2 separate regions of the Macaca mulatta genome follow, and region 1 is linked to region 2. The links are chromatin contacts, called in public Micro-C maps. All regions are on one chromosome and are shown on one strand. The core of a region is the stretch at or near the end of the contact, and the rest is flanking DNA. Distances in the headings are between cores, read along the strand shown. Region 1 holds the start of SCAMP1 (secretory carrier membrane protein 1). Region 2 holds the start of AP3B1 (adaptor related protein complex 3 subunit beta 1).

Region 1 (5,935 bases), core at 1,407-3,906, 90 kb after region 2:
ATGCGTATGTGGCATACTAGGGGAAGAAACCTTAAGATTGTTTGTCTGCCAATGCACATCTTGCTGAGAAACTCTGCCATAAGTATTGAGAAAAACAGCTGCAGAAAAATATGCATCTCTCACTTTTTCAAGACAATGCCAAAGCTCAGTATTAGAGTGCATGCATATCTGCATGGATATGTATTATGTTTTTATACAATTACATGTTATTTTATGTAAGTATAGATATACACTATTATAAGAATATTTAAAGAAATGTACTAGGTTGTTAATGTAGGGGAAGAGAAGAGGGAATACAAGGAATAAAAAAATTTTTAAGTGAAAAATTCAATATGTATGTCATGACTCCATTTATACATTTATGTAAAATAATGTATAGAGATGTAAAAAATAAAAAATGCAGATCCAGAGCCCCTATCTCAGATCCTTTCAAGCAGAATCTTAGGAGGTATGGTGAGGTAGATGTCTGCATCTTCAACAGGTATTCCAAATTATTCTATAACAGTAAAGTCTGCAAACCTTTGCGTTAGGTGCAAATATCATTAGCTGTAAACACAACATAGTTGGAAATTTCCATTCTGCAATGCAGGCTCAGTTGATCCTCATTGTCTTGGAACATAGTAGATGCATAAAAAATAGTGCTGATTATTTTGAGTCATTTGGAGGACAGGTGGAGGGAGTGAGGGCAAAAGTGGTGAGAGGAGCAGATGAGCTGGGCAAGGACATCCTTGCTTGGGAGAAAAGTGGCAAAGCGTGTAAGAACATACTGAGCCTCCTTGCCACTTTTGACATTCAACCAATATTTCTTAGGCACTACGTATATATGCAGGACACTTTTCTGTATCTTGTTTATGTTAATTCTTAAATAATCCTTTACAGACTCAGAGAGGTGAAAAGAATAGCACAGGTAGTATCAGAATTGGGATTAAAACCTGACACATACACTGAGCAGCAAGTTAAAACCGGGCACTGGGCAGCTGAGGATGCGATGATGAGTACAATAGACTGCTTGCACTTTTTGATATCTAGAATCTTACAACTCTGCTGTGATCCTCCTTGTCTGCTGTCATTTACTAGTTGACATCTTCGTTGACTACCTAGAAGCAGCTGCTTCGACATCTATTCCAACCTAGATCCCGTCAAAGGGAGATTACAACAAATGTGCTTTTTGTCTGTCATCTCTAGCTAGTGTTTCACAGTGGGGGAAGTATCATTTCCTAGGTGACTTTGCATAGAGCAAGCTCCCCAAAGGCCAAGGAATACTCAATCTAGATTCTTCCAACCCTCCGGTACCCACCAAGTCAAAAGAATTCTGGCTTCCTGTAGCTTCATCTAAGTGCTTTTCTGTTAGGGCAGAAGGAAAAGTGAGGAAAGCGATGCTCTTTCAATAAGTTTGGTGGTGGGGCGGGGTGGGGGGAAGGAATGGTACTGATTTTTTTTTTTGAGACGGAGTCTCGCTCTGTCTTCCAGGCTGGAATGCAGTGGCCCGATCTCGGCTCACTACAACCTCCGCCTCCCGGGTTCAAGCGATTCTCCTGCCTCAGCCTCCTGAGTAGCTGGGACTACGGGCGTCCGCCACCACCCCCGGATAATTTTTGTATTTTTAGTAGAGACGGGGTTTCATCATATTGGCCAGGCTGGTCTCGAACTCCTGACCTTGTGATCCGCCCGCCTCGGCCTCCCAAAGTGTTGGGATTACAGGCGTCAGCCACCGCGCCCGGCCAGTACAAATTAATTTCTTAACACATCTTTTGATCATCTCGTCCTTGGTGTTGGAAAAGACTAGGGAAAATCCAAAAGTGTCTATTTGGTGCCCAAATGCTAGAGTTAATACTCGAGGGCCTTGATCTCTGGCCTCTTACCATCCCTCTCCCATTATTTCTGAAGAAGTAGCCATTTTGCAGATTCCGGAGGATGGCAGCCAGGGCCGGCCCTTCGGACTGAATCTCATCTCATTCTCCAGGCTCCTTGGATCAAGCTGGGACCGGCAGCGCCAAGGCTGCTCTCCGTGATTTAGCAGCAACTTAGAGTCAGAGAGACCGGAAGATGGGAGGCCGGGATTCTCAGGTGGGGTCACGAGTGCTCAAAAACCCGTAGCAGCGGCCGCGTCCCCGCCCCGGGGAGGTGATCTGCGGCTGGCGGTGCAGTGGCCTCTCCAGTGTCCGCGTCCGATGGTCTAACGGCACTGCTCCCGGGGTGCGCGACCCGCGACTCGGGCTGCCTCCCCCAACCTGGCAAGTGTGCGTCCTTCCCACAAAATGCCACCACTTCCCTAAGTCACGCTGGGCCCCGGGGAGCTGATTTGAAATTGGTCTTCAGAAGACCGAGCAGGGCCGGACGCAGCCGGCCTCCGGCTGAGAGCGGAGGGGAAGCGTCCCATACTCTCCGAGAATCCCGCGGGCTAGTGGCGTGTGGGACGCTTTTCATCCGCTCTCAGTTCCCGGTTCCTACGTCCCAACTCCCTACTCGGTCGCAGCCAAAGCCCGGAGCGTGCGATCCGGACCTGGAGGAACCGGACGGCGAACGCGAGCGGCGCCGCGGCCGGGAGCCTGCCGCACCGGGCATGCTCAGTGGCGCGGCCGGCTGGGTGGCCCGCGAGCTGCACCCGGATCTGCTCGGCGGCGGCGACGTGAGCGCGCAGGGGGGCGGCGGCCTCGCCTCGTCTCTCTCTCAGCGCCTGGGTCGGGTGGGTGACGCCGAGAGCCAGAGAGATGTCGGATTTCGATAGTAACCCGTTTGCCGACCCGGATCTCAACAATCCCTTCAAGGTGAGCTTCGGCCCCAGCATCTCCTGCCGCCGCGACGCGTCGTTGTTTGTGAAAACGGACGAGTTCCGTCTCGCCCACTGCGCCTGCCCCTCGGCTCCCCTTGGCAGCCCAGAGAGGGGCGCGGGGCCGCAGTACCCCATTTGGCCCGCGGCCCCGCGTCACTCGTTTGGGTTTTGGGCTTTGGAGGTGGAACCTCCTCAGCTCGTGCCCGGCCGCCCTTCCACACGTCCCCGACTGGTGAGGGTCGTGCCTGCAGCCGGGACTGGGCCCGCGCGCCTGGAGGGGTCCTGGTCCGCCTCTCAGGAGCGGGGAGAGTGAGAGCCAAGGGCAGGTGGAGTCGCCCCTTGCCAGGCAAGTGTCGCTGGCAGGGCCGGGAGGCGGCGGAGGGGGGCCCGCCCTGGGGTGGGGTTGTCATGGGGACCCGAGGTGGCGGCGGCGGAGAGCTGCGTGGGGTGATGGCAGAGGTGTGGAGGAGGAGAAAGGTGAGGGCACCGAGTATACTGCAATTAAAAAAAAAAAAAAAGGTTGTGTTTTCATTTTTTAAACTTGTGTTGCACCCAAATACCACCAGTGGCGCTGCCATCCCCCCTCTCCTCGTTAGGCTGAGGTTGAGGATATTGATACCAAAGCAGAAGTTAAAAATAAATAAACATATCTGGAAAACAATAGTGCACGTGGACGACCTCTTCCCTACCCAGCTGCTTCTAGCAAGGTAAACGATGGGTTATTTTCCAAGCACCTAGTGCGTCACCGGTTCTCTGGGCCATATGAGGATACCATTTCCCACTTGAGCTGCTTTTCTTCTTGGAGTCGACCTTATCAACCCCAGCTTCGGAAGGGCTTGGCACAGAATCCTGCAAAGGAAGGCGGCTGAGATGTTCGTCGCCTGCGTTTAAATGAATGCAACATCTAAATAACTCTCTTTGAAAGTATCCTGGATTTCCTAATGAGTGTAACTGTTAGCACGTGTAATTTGTTTCCAACTGTTGGTTGAAGTTGTTTCTCAATCCCCCCCCGGCCGTGTGCAATAGTAACTTTAATTTGCAATCACACAGAATAAAACTAACTCTCAATTTGTGGTCACACAGGTGTCACTTCTGGCTTGTTGAGTTTACATCTTTTTACTCCTGATTTTATCTTTCATTAAGAATCCTGGAAGAGGAAAAATATTTCTGCTCTGATTGTTAAATGCCTGATAATTCCAAGGAGGATTATTTTAATGAAATGATCCTGATTATTATTGACAACTCCACTCACTTTGTAGCAGTGTAGAATTAGACTCAGTCACTGTTTCATTGTCCCTAATGCCACTTAAGAAAATTCAGTACAACTGTCCTGTACCTTTCAGTGACATGGTTGCATTTTAAGACTTTTTTTTTCCCCTGGCAGTTTTGTTTCAATTAGTATTGGACTTGCTTCCATGTTGTGGAAAATCGGGTTATTCTTAAATGGTAGACTTTTTAAAGAGACCGTTCATAAATTGTTAAATGGGTGTTATTTTAAAATATTTTGAAGATAAAACATCAAGAACCTTTTAGCCTTTCTTAATTCAGATAATTCATTGACACTGTTTATTCAGCATCTGACGATTTGGCAGTGTATTTTCTACTTGGTCATTCCATTTCATGGTTCATTTCATATTAACTGGCTTTCTTGTTAGGGCAAGACATTGTCTTCATCTTAGCCCAGACTGTCCTTTTGTGACATCTATTATTGCCATGACACTTTTCCTCTTGTGACATTCATAAAGTTGCTGTAGTAATTCTAAACCTAGGAGTTGTTTTAAATATTCATTGTGGCATAACATTATAAATCTTTATAAGTGGATGGACTCAGGACAATGATTATTCAAGTTTGAAAAATGCTTCAGGGACATCATTTAGGTCTAAGGGAGACTTGGTTGTACACACATTTCTGCTTATGATCTTTCTCTGATTTTGGTGACTGTTACAGCACTGTCAGTGTGTCTGACCCTTTATTTTTCCATTTCCATTTATATTCACCTGCCCCTCCTCCTCTCAAAAGTATAGTTTAATATCTATATTTTGTCTTTTTACTTTTTCTTATATTTATGTAAAAGTGATTTTTGAAATAACATTTCCGATACTCTACTTAAATCTGAAATGTTCCCAGACTCATTTGTGTTACTTTATGATCAGCCTCCCTAGTAGCTGGGATTACAGGTGCCTGCCACCACGCCTGGCTAACTTTTTGTATTTTTATAAGAGTTGGGGTTTCACTGTGTTGGCCAGGCTGATCTTGAACTCCTGACCTTGTGATCTGCCCACCTCGGCCTCCCAAAGTATTGGGATTACAGGCGTGAGCCACCGTGCCTGGCCGATCATTTTTCAAAATTATTTTCAGTATTTGAAGATAAAGCTCTTATTTTCAAGTATATGATATTTCTCATTTGGGAACTATGCTGATTTCTTTTTCATTAAATCCTATTTGGTTTCCATTGCCTTTTTCATTTTTTAACATTTCTTTTCCTTCACTTTTATGTTAGGAATACTTTTGCAAGCATCTTTGTTTGAGCCATATCATGAAAGTAGTTTGAGTCTGTTTTCCTTATATAATATAACCATAGTGGTTTACTTGATTTATTGGTTGTTGTAAGGTTATTTGCTGGACTCAATTCTTTTTTTTTTTTTTTTTTTGGTTGAGCCCCTGCTTTATATTCTAGTGGTTGTGCTAGGCTCAGTGAATGGTTTTATGAAATTTGAATGGTTTTCATTACACATCAAGAAACTTGGAATAACTGGAAATCTTAGTGGTCCAAAATAAAACAGATGATTAAGTATGTAGAAGTTTCTGAAGATCCACTCTTGAGCTGTTAAAATGGGGTTTTAAAGCTAGAGAGGGAAAAATATTTTCTATATAGTCAACATGTAATTATGGAAGAATTGCTGTATGTCCTTTGTTTTCTGTTGAGTTTATTTATTCATTCAACAAATACTGAAGAAATATCTCTGTCCTTATGGCTATTAGTCTAACAGTGAGACAAATATGCTTGGAAAATGAATAAAAGGGGAGAGTTTAATAACCAGGAGAGGTCAGCAATATAGGCTCTTACAAGTCAGCATAAGAGTGTATGGTTAAGTGCCAGAACAAGTGCAGTTTGTTCATAGGAGGGAGAAATTAGTAAGTGGTCAGAAAATCTTCATGCT
Region 2 (5,304 bases), core at 1,720-4,219:
CGAGTCTCCTATGGTTCAGAAGACACATAACATGAATACGTATATGTGCCTGAATATGCATGGGGAGAGTGAGTGACAGAGACAGTAGGCAAGCAATGTAGCAATTTTTTTAATTGGTAAATCTGCAAAAGGGTTGCTCTCAGTGCTATTGTTGCAACTTTTTTGTAAACTTGAAACTATTTCATCAGAGTAAACCATTAAAAACCAGAGCTGAGGAAACAGGGTGAGCTTCAAGTTTTTTACATAAATTATGTCATTCGATTTTTTTAAAAGGCAAGTAATATTACAGTTTTATAAATGAGAAAATGTGGACTCAAGAGAGATTTAATGACCATTTCCAGAACAGGGGTCTCCTTGTTTCTGTACAATTCCATTAGATTGCAGGTCAACAGCCAAATGTTTCTAATCCCTGGAAGCTTCTCTGGTGGTACTACTTAGAGCTATTTAAAGTTTTAAAGCTTTCGTGAGTTGTATGCGCTCACTAATAAAAATACCATACATTTCATCAAGTAGTAAGTAGACATCGAAACTTTTGAGAGAATGGGCTCTAATATTAGAGCCTCTGAGTTCAAATTCAGGCAGTTCAATGTTCTAGCTTTGCGGCCTTTCCCAAGTTAACGATCACGCTCCAATTTCCTCACGTGTAAAGTGGGAGCAGCTGGTAATAACCTGCAGGGTTGTTAAGAAAACTGAATGAGATAATAAATGTAAAGTGGTGCCACAAACACTCAATAAATATCTTTTGGGGAACACAATTCAACCATGGTTATTTGCATATATTACATACCACCTCTAATCAATTAGCTACTTTTATTTTAAATCCAACCTATTAGGTCACCTCAAGAGCACTGGTCACAGAGTCAATGGCCATAAGTTTTTTGGGTTTTTTTTTCCAAATCAGGTCAAAATTTGACAAAAATCTTTTTCCTTTTTTTTTTCTTTTTTTGAGACGGAGTCTCACTCTGTCACCCACTAAAGTTAGAGTGCTGTGGCGCGATCTCGGCTCACTGCAGCTTCCACCTCCCAGGTTCAAGCGATTCTCCTGCCTCAGCCTCCAGCTGGGATTACAAGCACGAGGCACCACGCCCGGCTAATTTTTGTATTTTTAGTAGAGACGCGGTTTCACCATGTTGGCCAGGCTGGTATCGAACTCCTGGCCTCAAGTGATCCGCCCGCCTTGGCCTCCCAAAGTGCTGAGATTACAGCCGAGAGCTGCCGTGCCTGGCCCCAAATCTGACAAAAATATAAGAGAAAAGCCGGAAAGAGGAGAGTAGCCGAAACAAGCAAAGTGATCGCGATGGGTTTAGGAAGGCGATCTGGCGTGCTAAATGGCGTTTCCGGAGAAATCCGAAAACTATTGCTTTACAGAAGTATACTAAAGAGCTGCCCTGGGTCTGGAAACCCCTTAAGGGATCAAAATGGATGCAATGGGTATCCTTCTCCAATGACACCCCTCACGGGGTGTTCACAAACCATAAAAGTAAATTAATTTGCAAAACAGATTGATGCCAATTTACAGGTTAATTCAGTCTAAACATTTTGCTTACAGTAAAGGCAACAAGCTCCGTACTTGCTCTAGAACAATGGATCACCAAATGCATATAATGAAAAATTATATGAAATGAAAATGAAAAGTTACCTTACTTTTAAACTTTTCTAACCTGGGAAAAAGGAAACGAAAATATTGTATCGTACGTACTATCTATATGATTTTGATCCTCAATACAGCCAAAATGTAATCCCAATTTCAAGTAGTAGCACTTTCTAGACTACCCAATATTGTTAGTAACGTTTAATTTAAATTTTAATTATACCCTCTAACATATCTGCAAAGCTACCAGCACAGCTATTCTACCTTAATTTAGCATGAATTTAGCGACAGACTATTATGTGACCATATTGCTTAGTAATGAAAGATTTAAAATAAGAGAAACGTAAAAATGATAATTGTGGTAAATTTAACCACTACCACCACCCCAATACCACCATCCCACCCCCCAAACAAACAACTTGGGATTTCTTTCCATTTCTCGGTGATACTTTTTACAAAACTAAGTGTATCTTAACATTCGTTTTTAAACTTCACATTATTAATTTGTAAAAGTTTAGGATTTGTTCATAGTAACACTCTTAAAATATTTTCTATTCATATGCTTATTTTGGATTGGTGTTTTTGTCTGTAGTGCAAAGGATATAATCCAAGAACACTGATACTGGTATAAACCAATTTGTCCATTCAAACAGCCTAAACCCACCTCTCTCCTCCTACACTCCGGGGTCACAAAATAACTTCCCACAAGCAACACTCGCACTCTCACCTTGACCAAAACACTCGTTTCACCCTAATCAGGGAATGTATCAAAGTCTGATCCGGCGAACGATAAATAAACTTAGAAGACTATGCTCAAAATTCAGATTCCCGAGCCCAGACCAAGTCCAATTCAATCAGTGTCTTCAGGGGTGGGATCTAAGCTCACCAAGCGGTTTCCTTTTCACTAAAGTTTGAAAACTACTAGAGACCCCTACACACACACGCCCCAAACTCCCCCAACTCCCACCACCGCCAACCAACCCCACCCACCCACCCGTGGGACACGTTACCGCCCAGGTCTGCTCAGATCTCAGGGCGACCCCGCTCCACTCCAGGGAGCCCACCCGGCGCCCACTCCTCCGAGTCCCCAGCTCCTCCCTCCCATCCCCGTACCCCAAACCTTTCTCCTCACTTCTTCAAATCGCTGCTAAAGAGGCCGAAGGCCCCCGAGGGGGAAATGGTTGAGGTCGCCTCCTGACCCAGCTCCGTCGCCTCCCCTCCTCCGGACTGCTCATTGTAAGAAAAACTGTTGCTGGACATTGCCGCGGTGCTGGCGGGTGCGGGGTTGGTCCTGCCGGGGGTTCTCTCCGAAAGGTTCCAGTCCAGAGGGCACCGAACAAAACTAGTTCGCGTACCGAGGAGCGCGCGCAGGCGCTTCCGGACTCGTCACCGCTCCCTGAGCCGACCTAGCAGTCCACCCCCTGCGCATGCGCAGTGTGCGGGAAGGCAGGATACCACCCGGGCCGTCCAGGCCTGCGCGGATTTCCCTGCTCCGGGCTTTAGAGGTAGCTGAGCGGCTGCGAGCCTGGCTGCGGAAAGGGAGGCAGCGGGTGGCGAACTGCCAGGCTCCCGGCCCGTGAGGGGTGTCATTGGAGAAGGATACCCATTGCATCCATTTTGATCCCTTAAGGGGTTTCCAGACCCAGGGCAGCTCTTTAGTATACTTTTGTAAAGCAGTAGTTTTCGGATTTCTCCGGAAACGCCATTTAGCACGCCAGATCACCTTTCCTAAACCCATCGCGATCACTTTGCTTGTTTCGGCTACTCTCCTCTTTCCGGCTTTGCCTTACTTTCATATCCACCCGAAACAACTTTTCTCCCAGACTTTAAGGAGGCCTCTCCCAACGATGGTTTGGAGGAGCCGCACAGAAGCGACCATTCCATCCTTGCAACGAAAATCTTGGAGGCAGACCGGCGCGGTGGCTCACGCCAGTAGGGCACTTCGGGAAGCCGAGGCGGGCGGATCACTTGAGGCCAAGAGTTCGAGACCAGCCTTGGCAACATAGCGAGACCCTGTCTCTGCAAAAAATATAAAAATTAGCCGGCGTGGTGGCTCGCGCCTGTGGTCCCAGCTACTGAGCCTGAGGTGGGAGGTTCACTCAAACCCAGGAGGAGGGGGTAGCGATGAGTTGAGATCGCGCCTTTGCACTCCAGCCTGGGCGACAGAGCGAGACCCTGTCTCAAAAAAATTAAAAAGAACAGAAAACATCTTGGGACCACCAGTTCCAGTTTAGAGCTGAAGTGGTGCGTCCTACTGGCGTCTAGCTACCAAAAATAAAATGGACCACCTTGCGCGCCAGGCGCAGCTGTCATCTGACACTTCTGTGTCCTGTCGCCGTCGTGTCACTCACTAATATGCACTAGGGAGCCTAGGCGGGATGCTTGCCTGGCCCCGGAGTAGCTCTCTCCGGGTGCTGGCACCCGAGAAAACCTCTTTCCAGGAGTGACTTCCCCCAGCCCGCCTTCTCGGTTGGGTTTCAGAGCCTTCCCTCTCTTCTCTCCAGTGCCTCCCGTCCAGGTAGGCGTTAACTCCCAAAGCCTTGGCGGCCAGGTACTGAAACTGTCAAGGGATTCTACCAGGTAGAACGCGAACGTGGAGACCGGCAGCCTCTGGGAAGGCGGTGGGGCGTTTTCAAGGATCAAAGTATGATCTCCAAGTTTCAAAAGGTCAGACTGTCACTGTGGAAGCACGCACGAGCGTGGCTCTGGGTGGGAGAAGAAGGAATGTCCTCCAAACTTCATCGTCTGGTTAAATATTGGCAGGTTTTTAATTCGACTGTTAGAATACTGCTCCGGAGATCCAATGATGATCACCTAAAATGTGTTTGTCAATATTAATGATGTTAATTAATAACATTTCATCTACAACTGACTATTGATAATGAAGATGGGGATGATCATAGATAACTATATATTATTATATAATCCTTAATATATACCACAAACTATTCTAAGTAATTTTATATATATTAATAGTAAAAAGAGTTAGGCTTTGGTTACTTTATTTGTAAAAGGAGAACATTGATATACACATAGCCTGGAAAATACCTGACACATACCTGATTATAGAATTTCTTGGTTTTAGAGTTTGTGCACTTTTACCAGATATCCTAAATTTTTTGCCAGCATAATTTTAGCAGTGTGTAATCTTCTTTCTTCACATTCTCACAAACGTTTAGCTTTCTAAAAATGTTTTATTGTCATCAATATGATATGAAGGAATATTATTTGTATGGTAATTAATTTTCATTTTCATGGTCATAATGAACTTGAGAATATTTTATGTGGTTACTCCATTTGCATTTTATTTCCTGGGAATTGCATATGAACCTATTTATCCACTTTTACACTGAGTAGTTTTTCTGATGGACTTGAAGAGTTCTTTGTCCTTGAGTCTGTTATTTTTAATTAACTGCTTGATTTTACTTTGTAATATTTTTATTTTTTCACACAGACTCAGGTAGGAGACTGACCTACAATATTGGGGTTTTGGGTTTTGGGGGTTTGTTTTTTGGGGTTTTGTTTTGTTTTTACATTGTCCTTGAATGGTGTGGATATTAAGAATATCTATTCTTCAAAAAACAGGTATAGGTAACTTTTTCTCTGGAATATTACGTATAAGATACAGAGCATATATTCCTGGATGAAATAGATAAAACTTTCTTTTTATCACTAAAAAAAAAAAAAAAAAAAAAAATGAGAGCATTGACAAG

The links. A called contact is a pair of places that touch in the nucleus more often than the background predicts.
Region 1: a Micro-C map of CD4 T cells shows a contact between it and region 2, with 16 times the contacts expected there. The contact joins the promoter of SCAMP1 here to the promoter of AP3B1 in region 2. A contact is called at or near these places in 7 of 14 Hi-C or Micro-C datasets (CD4 T cells, blood, cortical neurons and 4 more).

The regions. Positions count from the first base shown.
Region 1 is chr6:84,742,841-84,748,775 of T2T-MMU8v2.0, forward strand. It overlaps SCAMP1 (secretory carrier membrane protein 1), which reads left to right and starts at 2,657. Exons shown (of 9, transcript XM_078004923.1): 1 at 2,657-2,768.
Region 2 is chr6:84,652,403-84,657,706 of T2T-MMU8v2.0, forward strand. It overlaps AP3B1 (adaptor related protein complex 3 subunit beta 1), which reads right to left and starts at 2,970. Exons shown (of 28, transcript XM_028849535.2): 1 at 2,724-2,970. The coding sequence starts at 2,851.